2 separate regions of the Rattus norvegicus genome follow, and region 1 is linked to region 2. A link is a contact called in public Hi-C data. All regions are on one chromosome and are shown on one strand. Each heading gives the region's core, a stretch centred on a gene start, on an enhancer-like site or on the middle of the called end of the contact. The rest is flanking DNA. Distances are from core to core; before and after follow the strand shown. Region 1 holds the start of Cntfr (ciliary neurotrophic factor receptor). Region 2 overlaps Dnai1 (dynein, axonemal, intermediate chain 1).

Region 1 (2,910 bases), core at 314-2,813, 86 kb after region 2:
ACCGACAGAAAGGATTTGTGTGGGCTGTCAGAGTGAAGACAGGGACAAAATAGGAGACTCAGAGACTCACTGTTCCCCTCACCTCCCAGATCCAAGCTAGCCCTGCATTCCCATGAATAGCCAATTGGGCAAGCCCCACCGTTAGACACACAAAAATACACCCTATGTTTCTGACTCCAGGACACACAATAGTTGACTAAGGCACAAACACTCTGTATTCTCAACTCTTACCACCTCAGGGGATGTAGCACACAAATACATCCTGTGACACAGACACAAATATATCACAGGCAAAACAACTTGTGTTAAAGAAACACAGCATATAGACACATGCCCAGTGTTGCCGGCAAGATAAGGTGCTAGACTCGCGTGCGTGCGTACACACACACACACACACACACACACACACACACACACACACACGCGGGGGGGTGAGGGGGATGAATTCTCAAACAGAGAGACTAGACAGAAAGAAAGAAAATCCTGAATTTTCAACAAGGCGTGAAATAGTCCTGCCCGCCTGAAGCTACTGGAGGGGGGAGGGGGCCCAGGGAGCCAGCGAGCTAGACGCTGGAGAAGCTAGGCACAGGAGAGGAGTCGAGGAGAGCTGTCCGTCTGGTGACCTCCTCGCGGCCCAGCCCCCCACGCACGGGGAGATACACTACTCTGTACAACCTGGGGACACCCAGAAGCACCGGAGAAGGCACACATGGGCAGACTCACAAAAGAGACACTTGGGGATATGCCACAGGCTTGGAAACACACACACCAGAGGAGTTACAAAGAGACACACTGAAGGGGACTCACTGAGTGGACATACATCCAGGAGGACTCACGAGAAAACCACAGGCAGGATCACACACACACACACACACACACACACACACACACACACGCCCCACATGCAGATTCACACGGATACCCAGGCTCTGGCAGAAGCGCAGCCATCCCTTTACACTCCAGAGCACTTTGAAGTCCAGATTTCTCCCCCTCGAGAAAGAAGCAAGCTTTGGGTGCGTGGGGGGTCACTGCGACCCCCTAGCTCTGGAATTTTCCCAGACCCCGCGCATGCTGCTCAAGGGTGGGAAGAACAGGGACACTAGGACCAACCGCCCTGGCCACCTCCCTCCAGCCGCGATCGCCCAGCTTCACCACCACCACCACCACCACAACCACCACCACCACGCCCAACCCCTGGCGCGCCCGGACGTAGGGGGCTGCTGCTTGTGTGCCCCCGCCCCCGAGTTTACGGGCAAAGTTTCTCGTGAACTTTCCTACCTCCCCCGACCGCGGGGCCCACGCGTGTCCCCACACTTTACCCGCACGCACGAGGGCCGCGGATCTGTCCGCCTGAGCGTTCGAGGGTCAAGCCTCGCGCAGACCGACGCGGAACACTCACCGCGCCCTCGGGCCACTCGGGCTCCGCGCCGCGCCCTTCGGCCGCTGCAGGCGGTGAGGGAGGCAGGAGCGCGGAGTGAGCACTGCGGCCGGATCCCACTGCCGAACCCCGCGCCGCGCCGGCTGGAGCCGCCGCCTCCACTGCCGCCGCCGCCGCCCGCTCTGCACCGGCTCCTCTGCTCTCCGCGGCTTTAACCCCCCCATCCTCCTCCCTCCCTCGCGCGCTCCCTCCCTCCTTCCCTCGCCCATGTGACCGCGGGCGCCCGCTCGGCCGCGCGCGCCCTTGCTCCCCTCCCCCTCTCGCCTTGTCTCCCCCGCGCCTCCGCTGCCGCGCACCACGACCCCCCTCCCCGCCACGGCCCCCGCGCGCCTCCGCTTTGGCACGTTCCCGCGCCTGGCACGCGCGGCACACTGGCGGGGGCACGCTTGCCCGCGCAGGCCTGTGAGCCCCCACTCCCACTCGCCCCGCGCTGGCAGGCGCCCTACCCCCCGCTGGCACGCTCGCCCGCACTGGCACGCGTGGCCCCCTCGCATTCGCCCTTTCTCCGGCGCGCCCTCTGGACCGCTATGGACCCCGTGCTTCACGCGCGCTCGGGCCGCGGGTCTTACAAACGCGCGCGCACACCCACACCCACTCCTCCCGCTCTCCTAGGGCGGCCGGGCGCGCACCCACCCCCAAGTGATCGCTCATCACACTCTCAGCTTTGGCCAGGTCTCTCCTGCACACAGTCGTCTGTTCTGCCCCTCTGTTCGCACCGACACTCTGACACACCCGGGACCAACTCTGGGGTCCTTCTAGCTAGCATCCTCTAGAGGAGTACGAGGCAGAGCCCCAAGTCCCCATTAAACCAGCCCGCTCACTTCTCCCCTGTTCCTACCACCTCATCAAAGACACCCCCCTTCTGGTCCCTTGTCCGAGTTAACCGGCTTTATGCTTCCATGACTCCAATGGACCAGGATGGATGCCCAGGCCCTGTCATTACTACGACTCTCTGCCGTCCCCGGGATATCGGGCCTGAAAAGCAGCCTCCAGGAGGGGGATAGAGAAGTTGGGACTTAACTGCCTGGTCGGACGGTTGCAGGGCAGAGCATAACCCTCTGTGAACTGAGCTTGGCTCTGGAGCGCGCGCGCGCGCACACACACACACACACACACACACACACACACACACACACACACCTTGGGGCGGGGTGTTCACTTCACTAGACCTAGGCCCCTGTTCTGTCTGCAATATGGGAGATTAAGATTTGACAACCTGATCAACTCCCGAGGCCACACGAAAGCGCATTAGAAAGGGGGGTGCTAAAGGCAGAAACCAGAGGTCCACCCCCTTGAATTTTTCGACTGGCCTTTGACCCATAATCCCTGGGCCTTGCGCCTCCAGGGAACTGTTCCACGGCTGAGGGCTAGGGGAGGGAAATACCTCGCTGTTTCTTCACACCCTTCCCCAGCAGGCTGCCTACAGCGCCCGGGCCCTTTCCCAACAAATGCCTCAGAGACTCTACTGCAGA
Region 2 (3,187 bases), core at 429-2,928:
CAAACACAAAGAGATTCATTGTCTTTCCCAAAGAGGTATCAATTTGCTATAAAGTGGCAGTCCCTGGCTGACGGTGTCTATTTGCGTTTAAGATTTTAAGTACTATGAGGATGCTGCTGATGAATACAGGGACCAGGAGGGTACGCTGCTGCCTCTCTGGAAGTTTCAAAATGACAAAGCCAAGCGCCTGGCCGTCACCGCCCTCTGCTGGTGAGTACAGATATTGCAGCAAAACTAGCACCCCAGAACGCCCACTACGGGCCAGATTTTGAGCCATAAGACTCTTCTATTCCACTTTATATCTTGAGTGTGACATGGGACACAGTAGGGGAAATAGGACTTATATCCTTATTGGGTTGTAAGATCATCTAGTGTCTACCATGGTAGGAGTCTAAGCTAGACAGTGGATGTCTGTAGAGGAGTTAGTCACCAGTGCCCAGGAGAAGCTCTTGACCATGGGAAGGCGGCGTCCGTTTCTAGTCGATGAGTTCACATTTCTTTTGCAGGAATCCAAAGTACAAGGATCTTTTTGCTGTGGGACATGGCTCCTGTAAGTGATCTACCTATTCATTTGTTTGCTCATGCAAATATCAGACACTAGGCTCCTAGTCTGTCCAGAGCTTTTTGCCAGATGTGAGAAATTCAGAGGTGAGCAGGATGTATTCACTGGCCCACTGAGAGAGCTCACAGTCTAATGCTGTGGTTCTCAACCTTCCTAATGCCACGATCCCTTATTATGGGGTCCTTGTGTGTGGTGACCCTCCAACCATAGAATTTATTTCTGTTGCTAATTTATAACTGTAATTCTGCTATTGTTATACATTGTAATATAATGTGTTTACCAATGCTCTTAGGTGACCCCTGTAAAAAGGTCAAAGGGGGTCAGGACCCACAGGTTGAGAACCACTGGTCTAATAGGAAGCCCCACTCTCATATGGGGAGTTAATGCTGGTTAAAAGAATGCGGCTGAATATGCGGAGTGAACCTCAAAGAATGCAGAGGAAAACTGCAACAGAGGGGCCAGCATAGGCCAGGTCTGCAGGCAGGGCCATCCCTCAAAGGACACAACTGAAGGGATTCTGGAAGGGCAGGGACCTGTCGTGTACAGGAAGGGATGGCAGACCTGAGGCTGGAGGCTGGGAGACCTGGTGCAGGTGTGCTAAGGACAGATAGAAAGACCTTAGTCACTCTGGAGAGTGGGGTGGAGACCTCTCCCTGCTTCCTCACCTGGCCTTCCTGACCAGGCCTGCGGCAGGGTAGGGGTAAGGAAAGGCGAGTGCTTGAAGTTTACTCTTCTGTTCCTGAGCCGCTGGAGACCACAGCTCTCTGTGTTCCAGGCCTGCCAGGGCATGCTTGAGGTGGGAGGCAGCATATGCCGCTAACTGTCCATGCAATTTATTGTTCCTTCCTATTATTTGGGCTGAGCAGAAGTACCCACCACTGTGCTGGATAGTCTCTGATCCTAATGGGAAGGGCCCTACACAGTGAGCCAGGCACAGTTCCCTAATGCTAACAGCTTGTTCTCTGGCTAGGAGGATTCACTTCTGTGAACAGAAAAACCCTTCCGTTCTTCAAGCTGCTGCTGGCTGGCAGGCACACAAGCTCCTGGTCACTGCCTCTTAGATGGCCCATCAGTTCTTTGACCAGGGTAGGGATTCAGGGGAGGGCGTCCGGAGGAGTTGGTGTTTGTCATTCCTCTCAGGGAGGAAACCTTGGAGCCGCTCCCAGTTCTGTGGTCTGAGCTGCCTTTGAGGATGCCCTAAATGCCTGCTTTGTGTCCCTACTCCTGAAGGTGGGCTCCTGCCAAATGGGACTCTCGCCCTCTGGCAGGGAACTAGAACATCCCTCCCCCCTCTGCTGCAGCTACTGGGCCTGGAACAGAGCCTGAGGGTTGGGTAGGCCCTCCCAGGAGTGGGTGTGGACCCTCATGTGAGGCCCAGACTCTCTGCTTGAGACTGAGGTGAGAGGATGGGAGCCTCTGCAGAAGGTGGGAGGAGAAACTCCGCACATTGCAGACCGTCTTCTAGGGATGGTTAGAAGCAAGGTCATGTGGAGGCCATCCATGTGAGGTATCCTTAGTCAGAGAAAGGTAATGCCTTCCATGAGGGAATGGCCTCAAGTTGGCAGCTCACTGGCCTCCTTTGGGCAAGCACTCACCCAGGAATTGTTTCTTTGTCTCTCCTTGGTCTTCAGAGGCACAGCCCCAGTGGTACCCACAGGCAGCTACAGACCTCCCTCTGGAGGATCACTTCTCAGTGCCCTTGTCTCCTCATTAGCATCATGGCAAGACCGACAGCTAGCGAGGCCTCCATCTCAGAGCTGTCAGGAGGCCTGCATGAGAGAAGAGCCCGGTGTGCTGCAAAAGCATTACACGTCAGGCCAGCCATTGCTGCCTTCTTCTCCTGACTTTCCTGCAGATCCCTCAGAGGGCCTGAGCAGAGCAGGGGAGATGGGAAATCTGGACGGAAGCCAGTGGCAGGGACAGGGCTCCGTGCTGGTGTCACAGGAGTTACCAGCCAGCTTTCAGATGACCATCGATTACGGTACCAGCTTCAGGCCTGAGCAGGGCCCCTGAGATGGTCTGCAGTGTGCAGAGTTCCATGCTATGTCCCATGCTCCATGGAAGGAGAAGTGCAAGCTGAGGCCACACCTGGTTGTGGACAGGGTCACTGGGAGGAGCAGTTGCTCTCACCAGCTTCCCTCACAACGAAACCCACAGGGAGAAAAAAAATGCCTGAAGAGAAATGCTGAATGAGGACTCGGCTTACTGCTGAGTTTGACCCCGGCAGGCACAGTCCAGGCCTCTTAGGCTTCATTCCCCCTGAAATTCCTAAGTTTTTATTCTGGGACTCAGCCACAGAAAAATTATGTAGTGTCTTAGGTAGGATTACTATTGCTGTCAGAACCAGACAAAAGCAACTTGGGGAAGAAAGGGTTTATTTGACTTACACTTCCATGCTTCCACATCACTGTTCATCACCAGAGGAAGTCAAGATAGGGACTCAAGCAGGGCAGGAACCTGGAGGCAGGAGCTGATGCAGAGCCCATGAGAGATGCTGTGTACTGGCTTCCTCATCATGGCTTGCTTAGCCTGCTTTCTTTTTTTTCGGAGCTGGGGACCGAACCCAGGGCCTTGCGCTTGCTAGGCAAGCGCTCTACCACTGAGCTAAATCCCCAGCCCCGCTTA

Evidence for each region. Hi-C and Micro-C count contacts between places; a contact is called where the count stands out from the background.
Region 1: a contact with region 2 is called in a Hi-C map of prefrontal cortex, with 8 times the contacts expected there. The contact joins the promoter of Cntfr here to the enhancer-like site in region 2. A contact is called at or near these places in 8 of 12 Hi-C or Micro-C datasets (Schwann cells, frontal cortex, kidney and 4 more) and 1 of 1 datasets of contacts at active chromatin or transcription factors (oligodendrocytes).

The regions. Positions count from the first base shown.
Region 1 is chr5:61,655,355-61,658,264 of GRCr8, forward strand. It overlaps Cntfr (ciliary neurotrophic factor receptor), which reads right to left and starts at 1,564. Exons shown (of 10, transcript NM_001003929.2): 1 at 1,400-1,564.
Region 2 is chr5:61,569,618-61,572,804 of GRCr8, forward strand. It overlaps Dnai1 (dynein, axonemal, intermediate chain 1), which reads left to right. Exons shown (of 20, transcript NM_001024342.1): 11 at 93-210; 12 at 507-550. Among named protein-coding and RNA genes, the nearest start is that of Enho, 27 kb to the right of the region's middle. Within about 2 kb of position 1,679, at least 50 of the 93 cell types and tissues checked have an H3K27ac peak or open chromatin away from gene starts, as enhancers often do. A contact at or near this core is called in Schwann cells and prefrontal cortex, where this site is marked.